2 separate regions of the Mus musculus genome follow, and region 1 is linked to region 2. The links are chromatin contacts, called in public HiChIP or PLAC-seq maps. All regions are on one chromosome and are shown on one strand. The core of a region is the stretch at or near the end of the contact, and the rest is flanking DNA. Distances in the headings are between cores, read along the strand shown. Region 1 overlaps Rhox5 (reproductive homeobox 5). Region 2 has its middle 26 kb from the start of Rhox2h.

What was found. HiChIP or PLAC-seq counts read pairs in DNA pulled down with a chosen protein or histone mark.
Region 1: a contact with region 2 is called in an H3K27ac HiChIP or PLAC-seq map of trophoblast stem cells, with 6 times the contacts expected there. The contact joins two enhancer-like sites. A contact is called at or near these places in 36 of 484 Hi-C or Micro-C datasets (the AML12 cell line, the BV-2 cell line, the Ba/F3 cell line and 22 more), 13 of 115 datasets of contacts at active chromatin or transcription factors (the SCID.adh cell line, astrocytes, differentiating embryonic stem cells and 6 more) and 3 of 9 other capture datasets (adipose tissue, liver and pancreatic islet).

What each region holds. Positions count from the first base shown.
Region 1 is chrX:37,804,921-37,809,543 of GRCm38.p6, forward strand. Rhox5 (reproductive homeobox 5) reads left to right here. Exons shown (of 5, transcript NM_008818.2): 2 at 1-9; 3 at 186-543; 4 at 1,154-1,199; 5 at 3,695-3,958. The coding sequence ends at 3,844. Among named protein-coding and RNA genes, the nearest start is that of Gm34522, 10 kb to the right of the region's middle. Within about 2 kb of position 2,506, at least 16 of the 459 cell types and tissues checked have an H3K27ac peak or open chromatin away from gene starts, as enhancers often do. A contact at or near this core is called in extraembryonic ectoderm and trophoblast stem cells, where this site is marked.
Region 2 is chrX:37,697,426-37,702,107 of GRCm38.p6, forward strand. No RefSeq gene overlaps it. Among named protein-coding and RNA genes, the nearest start is that of Rhox2h, 26 kb to the left of the region's middle. Within about 2 kb of position 3,371, at least 9 of the 459 cell types and tissues checked have an H3K27ac peak or open chromatin away from gene starts, as enhancers often do. A contact at or near this core is called in extraembryonic ectoderm and trophoblast stem cells, where this site is marked.

The DNA.
Region 1 (4,623 bases), core at 1,256-3,755, 110 kb after region 2:
AACAGCATGGTCAGTACCTGTGTTGAATTGATGTTTTGTGGTCTCTGGGAAGCAAATGAGCCCTGGTAGAAGTGAGTAAAGTGCCAGTGCCCATTGTTAGCTCAGTCTGCGGTGGCTTTCAGATCTTTCCATGCAGACTGAGCTCCGGAGTCCTAATCTTTCCCTTTGTGTTTTCTCTTTTCCAGATGTGAAAGCAGAGGCTTTCTTCCAAGCTGGAGAGGGGAGAGATGAGCAAGGTGCACAGGGCCAGCCTGGAGTGGGAGCGGTGGGAACAGAAGGCGAAGGAGAAGAATTAAATGGAGGAAAAGGCCACTTTGGTCCTGGTGCTCCTGGTCCTATGGGTGATGGGGACAAGGATAGTGGCACCAGGGCTGGTGGTGTGGAGCAGGAACAAAATGAGCCAGTTGCTGAGGGCACTGAGAGCCAGGAGAATGGAAATCCTGGGGGTAGGCAGATGCCCCTCCAGGGCTCTAGGTTCGCCCAGCATCGACTGAGGGAACTGGAGTCCATTTTGCAGCGCACTAATTCCTTTGATGTCCCAAGGTAAGCAGATTTTCCTGCCTAGTGCCCAGTTTTCAGGGAATCCCTGTTAGTTCTAGGTGGCTTTTGGCTTTCTCCCAGGGCCCTTAATGCCCCCCTCTTGAAATAAAGGGCACCCAAGAACTCTAGACTGCCTAGCCCCCTCCCCCTGTGGGTGGGTTCTAGGGCATGATGAGAGCTATGGCAAGTGTGAATAAAGATATTTCCTTGCTACGTGAGGCTGGTTAGAAACAGAGCGATGCAAGGTCCTGCTAGAGCAAGGGGGGACCTGAGGTCTGGCTGGTGAAGTGAGGGAGGGTGGGGTCCTGCCTTTCTTAGAAATTTGACTACGCCTCTATATGTCTTGATTGCTTTGGGTAGATTTACTTACCCAAGTCCATGACTTGTTTTGATTAATGATAATCTGGGGAGCTTCCCATTAAAGTTGGTACCAGGTGGTAGAGTGGGTGAACTTGGGCTAAACTAAGCCTCAAGGGTGGATGTTACAGACACTATTGGGGGCAGGAGAAAGGGTTGACGGGGCTCACATTCAAAAAGGAATATGAAGTACACTTTACCTAGTTTATTTCATCCATGCTGCCACAAATTGAACATGTGCACTTTTTCCTCTTAGGGAGGATCTTGATAGACTGATGGATGCCTGTGTGTCCAGAGTGCAGGTAGGTAACCTGAGAAAAACGATTTGGTAGGACAGCCATTGTAAACCTCATCTGAGGTCTTGGGCGCCTTTGCTCTAGATTATGCTGAAGTTGGTGTGCTGCTGCTGCTGCTGCTGCAGCCTCTTGATTTCTCGGGGTGGGGGGAGGATCTTTAAAGTCTGAGAATACAAAATGGAGTCACAAAGTCCCAGTATAGGAGAACATGACTTGCTAAAGGGACAAAGAATATTATGGAACTAATTTAATCTTCACATACATCCATACATAACATGTATATATCTCTCAGTAAAATATTAAATGCATGTGTTAAAATTATATATACATTTATACCTTGTATGAATATAGGCTTGCATAAAGTATGCGCATAGACATACTTCTTAAAAGTGTTCAAATCTGATAGCAGCGGCCCTTTACACCATGTTAAGTGTGGTGTAGAAATCATTCACATTTATAAAACTATGAGCTCTATGGTATCACTTTTGGTAGCAAATTTAAGCATCAGCTCTAGGACGAAGGAAGGAATTCGTAGATCTTCAGCCATTGTAGCAAATAACTCACAAGCTGAAGCAAGTACTAGTGCTAGCAGCATGTGTCTAAACAGACTGCCGAGAACAGGAACAGTGGTGCAAAGGACTGCTCATTGTATGTACGTGCTTGATAAAGCACTAGCGTGAACGGCAAGCCTGGGTTAAAGTTGCCTCCTACATCCTGCTGTGTCATCCTGACACGGAAGGAGTCCACATACGATGATGCTTGTCTATAATGCCAGCACCCTGGAAGGGAAGACAGGAAGCATCAAGGCCAGCCTCGGCTACATGAGACCCTGTCTCTAAAGCAGACAGACGCCTACAGCTCAACCCTACACATTGACGGTTGTGAAACTCCCTAGCTTGTTAATGACTAGCTTCCGGACAACAGATTCTTTTCTTCCCACCCCTGGTAGTATCAGGAAGAACTGTCCTGTGTGATTGGTTGATGGTAGGGGACTAGACAGCAGTATGGGCTAAATTCTCACCTCGGGTAGTTGGAAATATTTTTCCCACTTGCTTAGGCAGCGGTAAGTGAATCTGTAGCTCAATGGATTCAGAAGTGATCACGTGAGTGCATGGGGAAGTCCAAGCAGTTCAGAAGTTGTTTTGGGAAGAGAAGGAGTGAAAGATCCTGAGGGAACATCAGGATAACGGCATTGGCTTTATATCTCAGTGTCGTTCTCCCCCCACCCCCACCCCCACCCCCCCTGTGCCGTCACTACTGGAAGAGCCCTTAGGACTCGGGAGATTGTGCTTCTAGAACAATGGCTGAGCACAGCAGGCCTCTGAGGCCTCACCGCCAGGTCCGCTCAGGGCCCTCAGGGTACTTACTCAGCACAGGGTGTGGCTCTTCCACTTTCCCAGGCATTTAACCACAGCCCCGGAGACGCTCCTGGTTGCAAGAGTTGCTTTGCCTTGCCTTGTTTCAGTTTGCTTAGTGTGTTCTCAATGACCTTCTGAGGGTAGAGTGACCTACACACCACAACGAAGGGGAAAGATGACCTTTGAATGCATTCTCAGATGTTTTAACATGGGCGTCACCAAAAAGCTTGTCACTGACCCCTCCAGCTCTGATTTGTAAGCATCACCGGCAATGTATCCTGAAAGTGTTCTGGGAGCGAACGTGGGCCTCCTTTCCCTCCCTGGACTGTTTGTAAACTCTAAGTATTACTGTCCTGGCACTCCTCACCATGAGCAGCACTGAGTTTGCACACTATCTACTTAAAAGGGAGAAGCACGCCCACTAGTGGCAGGCGAGAGAGTAGGGGTGTAGGTTACATTCAGAGAGAAGAGCCCTTTGTCTCACACTCTGTAGGTTTTGAACTTGGAAAATGATAGAAAAATGGAGGCTTCATTAAGCAGGAGTGTGAGAGGATAGAGCAGGTTAACAGGTCTTGGTTTAGGTTTGGTTTTGGTTTGTAGTAGCAGTTCACAGGTATTTATAGACCAGTCTTTCTTCGGAATTCCACTCCACAGCAAAAACTGGAGTAACCCATTATCTAGACCTCCATCTTGCCTAGGATAGAAGCATTAAACAAGCTGAGTAGCCCTAGTCTACTGCAGGGCCTGAAACACTGTGAGTTCTCACTGGGGGGTGAGGGGGCGGTTTGCTGAAGGAAGGCTGTGGTGTTATTCTGCAGTTCGATAGCTGGAAGCCAGAACTTCACACATTCAGCAATTACTATTCTCCCAGTCCCTCACTGAATTAGAACAATACAAAACGAAGGGCTTCTTTGTGTGTGAGAGTTAAGATCTCACTGGTTGGGCTGAGCATATAACTCAGGGATGAAGCGTTTATCATGCATACATGAAGCCCTAGGTTCAATCCCTAGTACCTAGGAGGAAAAAATACCAACAAAACATCAATGGTTATGTTCAAAGGTATGTGGTTTTGCTTTTGTTTGTTTGTTTGAGTGGAATCCTGTTTAGTGTTATTGACTAAAACCCTTATTCTTCTGAATGTAGAATTGGTTTAAGATCAGGAGGGCTGCGGCCAGAAGAAACAGGAGGAGGGCAACACCAGTCCCTGAACATTTTAGAGGAACATTCGAGTGTCCTGCTTGTCGTGGAGTGAGATGGGGAGAAAGATGCCCTTTTGCGACACCGAGATTTTGATTTGATCACATATGCCGGCTATGACAGCCCTTACTTTTCAAGAATTCAGCAATAAAGAGGTGGATTCCCAGTATGTTTGTTCCATTACCTCTATGATTATTAAAATATTGATACAAATATCTTAGTGATTCGAGTAATATGGAAATACCCTTTAAACATGGCATAATTGAGTCACCTGCGGTATTCCCTATAAATCAGAGAAGGTCCACAACTACAGCAATGGGTTATACTGACCTACACATTCTCCTTTGTCACTCTCTGTCATTGTGATGCCTTCAGCTCACCCTGCCACTGTATGTAAAGGAAGGGCAGGGTAAGTTCCTGCTGAGAATCAGCCTGTTCCTAGATAGGGCTGACTTCTGCTACTATTTGCAAGTGCATTATGACGCTGTAAATGACTGGGAGGTGGGTTGTCTCTCCAAGGATGAGGTCACACTCTAGGAGGTGGATGCTTGCTAGCGACGCGATTCAGATGAGTTGTGAGGCAGGGTGAGGGCAATAGGAAAAATTAAGGGGTGACCACCCAAGGCCTGTTATGCTCCAAACTGGGTTCTTTATGAAGCAAGAATCACAGATTCACCTTTGCTGCATCCTTCCTCCTGGTGTACACACACACACACACACACACACACACACACACACACACACACTTTCTCCCTCTTTCTCCTCTGAGAGGGTGGAGGCCACTCCTTGGTATCCCTACCCTGGCATATCAAGTCTCTGCAGGGCTTTTCCTTTTGTCAGTTGTTGGACAAAAGGGAAAAGACAGCATCAAGAAT
Region 2 (4,682 bases), core at 2,121-4,620:
GAGGCAGCTGGTACTGCTTTGGGCGCTGGCTTTCTGGATTTGGAAGGCACACAATAGAGTTCGGTTTCTTACGAGAGCCCTTTCCAACTTGTTAGCAGTTTCATTCTTTTCTTCAACTTCTTTTTGAAGTCTCGATTCAGCAGGAAACCTGGGACAGCAGGTGTGCCTGCTTCTCTTATATAAGGCTTCAGTGTGGACTGGGAAATCTACAAGCGCGGCAATTCCCGTCCTTTCACTGGCAGGATATCCAGGGATAGATCCTTATAAAGCGAGAGACTGGCCAGGAGTGTATCTGAAGAAATTGATTGTGCCCAATGCAAATTCTTATCTTTAAATAATTAAGAAAAAATTGTCCTCTTTCTGAGGTGGGAGTTTAGATATTTCTTTGGCAAGAGCAGTCAGCATGTATTTCTAAGGTGGTTTACGGGTGGCTAAATCCACCAGCAGCACCTCCCTACCCCTTTCTGAGTTCAAGTACTTCAGTTTTAAACTGTAGGTTCATACTTCAACTCTAAATATTTTATTAGACCTTTTAATTCAGAAAGAGAGAGAGAGAGGGAGAGAGGGGGGAGGGAGAGGGAGAGGGAGAGAGAGAGAGAGAGAGAGAGAGAGAGAGAGAGAGAGAGAAAGTTAGTTGATCTTTTGACCAGTTCCTCACTGTGTAGCCTTGATCAGCCTGGAACTCACTATGTAGACCAGATAGCCTCTAAATCATAGACGTGTTTGTGTGTGTGTGTGTGTGTGTGTTGTGTGTGTGTGTCTGTGCTTGAGTACAGTGAGTGCATGTGGCAGTCAGAGGACAACTTGCAGGAGATGGTTCTCCTCTTCTTCCACTATGTGTATCCTGGGGATAGAACTCAAGTCCTCAGGCTTGGCAGCAAGCACTTTCTTCCACAGAATCATCTTGTGTGCCATGGGATGCTCTCCAATTCTTTGTCTGAGTTAAGTCTGCCAAGCATTAGCACAAATAAATCTGTGCAACAGGTGCTATCTTCTGGAACACAAGAGTTGGTTAGAGTATACTCTCAATCTTCATAGTACTGGCTGCTGGAGAGATGGCTCAGTGGTTAAGGGAACTGGTGGCTTTTCCAGGGGACTGAGGTTTGATTTCAAAAACTCATATGGTGGCTAACAGTGGTCTATAACTCCCCTTCCAGAGGATCTGATCCCCTCTTAGGGCTTCCAGAGGCAATGCATGTGCACAGTACGCAGACATATATGCAGGCAAACACACACACACACACACACACACACACACACACACACACACACACACAAATAAAAATAAGAGATCTTTAAAAAAACCTTCCATACTTCTCATCAAAATTCTTTAATTTTTCCAGATCACTAATTTTGCTGGAAAGGAGTTTTATGTTATCATTCTTCTGTTGCAACATGGCAAACAACCATTTCTGCTGCTCAAATTCACTTGGAGATCATTTCATCCTTACCGATTTAACTGTGTAACTTACCCCGTTCATTCACTGTTCAATGCATTTGGCTTCTTTAGTGACTGACACTCAGCGTTCCCACTCTTCAATTGGTATTGTGTCATTGCATCTTGTACTGCCTGCCTCCTCCAACCTCCCAAACTGCTGGAGGCCCCACGTGTCTTCACATGGAATTAATCCACTGATGGAGAAAAAGTGACAAGGGTGAGTACACTTAAGTGACTGGGAGCAGCTTGTCTTCCCGGGGTGGGAAGTGAGCAAGACCAAGGGAAGGAGCAACTGCGGTGGACGGGGCTACTGTCTGCTCATCTGTGACCTCCAGACCAGGGAAGGCATGTGGCTGCCACCTAGAACCAGAAGACAGGTGAGCGCATGAGTGTAATACAGTGGGTATTACTGCATTTTTTGGGGGGGGGAGTCTTGTCCAATTATATAAGAAATTATTTAAGATGCTGCCAAAGTAAATGAAAACAAAATACCTTGGTCTATTTCTGAAACAACTAGAACCAAATCCTCAGGAGAAATCTAAATTCAGCGTCCCGCTCCCGGGCTGGGAGAAGAGAGAGAAGCACAAGCCTTCCTGCAGCCTGCAAACGGTAGAGTGTCTTAGTCCTTCTGAGGCAGTAGGACCTGTGTCCCAGTGGCTCTGAGTGCCATGTGTGCTTCGCTGAGAGGGGTTGGGAAGCAGGCAGAGTGCAGGCAAGGTGACCGTTTACCTGCTTGCTCTCCTGAATCCTGAGACTGGCCTTGAGGAAGTTGCAGACCAACAGTCTTACTGAACGCATGAGCTAGGGAAGGGGCCGTACTGAATGGAAACTCACCATCAGCCTATGGGGACAACTGGGACTCCCATGAACTTGTATCTGCTCCCACATGGTCAGAACAGAACAGGGGTGTGGTCTGCAGTAGTCAGAGGTGCAAAGCTCCTTCCCTGCTAATAATGTGAGCCACAGAAACAGCTGTGATGTGCAGGGGCCACTGAAGGTGACACAGGCATGCTGCCTCCAGCAGGAAGACCTCTTTGCCAATCTGTTTGCATCTCGTTTATGGAATGGTTTGCATCTACATGCCACAGTCAGAAGGAAATATACAGAAATTTTCCTCTTTATTGTTGCTGTGGTGGGAATGGAGACAGAGAAAGGTGGCTTTCCCTCATGAGTGGTTAAACTGTGACTGCACACAGCCCATCTCCTTGTGGCTCCTGGAGATTTGGTCCCCTAAGGGCTCCTCTGGGTCCATCATGCAAATGTGGTCCTGGATCCCACCTGCTGTGCTCCTGAGCATTGCTTTCTTCTCCCTGGCCCTCTGTTTGGCTCTCCTGTTGTTAAACCACATCTGAAAGCAGAGGAGAACAGGGAATGTCTCAGCATGCTGAGAGCTTTGCTGACAAGGACACATGCTACATCAGGGCACTGTTATTCTGAACTGCACAGCAGAAGCCATTTTTTAAATGTAATGTTTATCATCTCCATCATCACTACCACCACCACCACCACCACCACCACCACCACCACCATCACAACCACCATCATCTCTGTGTGTGTGTGTGTATGTTTGACTAAAGCAACTGTTAGAGAGCATGCTTCCATTCCCTTTCATTCTAGCCTGAGCCCATGGAGGCATGAACCCTAATTTCAGACACGTAGAATATCTTGGTCCTAACAGAAATCTCAAGGACCAAGCTTTGTGCTCAGTCACAAATCAGTGGGAATCAGGGTCTCAGACAGATGGGCATAGAGTCGGCGAAAATGGGGTGACAGTCAGGACACAAGGGAGTGTGCTGGATCTGAATGTAATTTTTCAAATCAAGCATCAAACTTTTTATACAGAAGAAAATAGAGAAGTTAGGTGACACATCGGCAAGGTGCAATGAGGTTACCGGATGCTTAATGACTCTGACACAAAACAGAGGAATGTAAACACAAAGACTGGCAGGAACTGGGCAATAAAACAGCTGAGACAAAGTCAGCTCTATCTAAGGTCAGCTATAGTCATAGAAGCCAGGTGTGAGGTCTTTAGACTCCTGGGGCAAGGGCTTTCACACCCAAGCCATAGTTCTAATTAGGGAGTTCCGTTCTAGCTAACTTTCTCATGAATAATGCAATACTCTAAAACCACAGCCTGATCTACTTCCTAAACCATTGTAAATTCCTGAATATGGGAGTGACTTGGCTTTTATTCTAAGTGATAGTGTGTGGGGACTTTCTGCTACTAAGTAATGTAGTCTGCCATACATAACTATAATAAGAATTCTAAACTTACGTTGCTAAGCTTGCCCTGAGATTTCTAACTCTCTGTAGTAGAGAGTAAAGCCTGATTTCTCTCACTGTCTCCCTTACAATACTAGAGGCAATTCTGAATGTCACTGAATAGGCAACATTCTTACTGAATTCCAAGCCCAGGGTCAGCTAAAGGACTACCTAGGGCATTGGTGAAGGCCAGGAAGCAAAGTTCAAATTTGCTTAGGTATTTGGCAAGTCATTGCTTGGAGGCACCTATAACAAAACAATAGTGAAAGGAAGCACACAGATCCATTCACAAGGACAAAATTGGAGCATATGTGCTATGGGATGCCATAATTCCAGGAGACTAAGTTTCCATGAACTTTTTGCCTCAGGATTGCATCCAGGCTTTTGGTCTGTCATGCGCGTCACTACTGGAGTGGGTGTAGCACTCCTGAGCTCTTTGAGACTGGGCCTGGAGTCTGCACTTCCCAGTTTTTGTGTTTGCCTGGTCCAGGTTCAGAAAAGCTCATGGTCAGTCAGTTTTGCTGACCTGCATAGCCAAGCACTCTCGATGTCTGCTCTGGATCCTCAGAGGCCGTGTCCATACCCAATGGAAGTGAGGGCACTCTGCCTGACTGCGGCCATGTCCTGTTGACTTTGTTCAGACAGAATGCTCCTCTACAGAAGTGGATTCCCAGGAGTAGTTTTCTGTCCACAGTTGCCCACTCTTCTTGTTGGCTGTGAATTCTACTTTCTCAGGTTGCATTTTAGTGAGGGACCTCAATCTTGACCCATGCTGGAAGACCTAACTGAAAAATTATCTAGACTTATCTTTCTCCCCAGGCCACAGAGCTGGTAGTCCAGTGTCTAGGCTAAAATGGGGGATTCGACTGCAAGCTGTACTTTAACCTTGCTGGCCCTGAGCCTGACTTCTGATCCCTTCCCTGTAGTTTTCTCAATAGCTCCCTGGGAATACAGCCTCCCATTCCACTAATCATTAATGTAG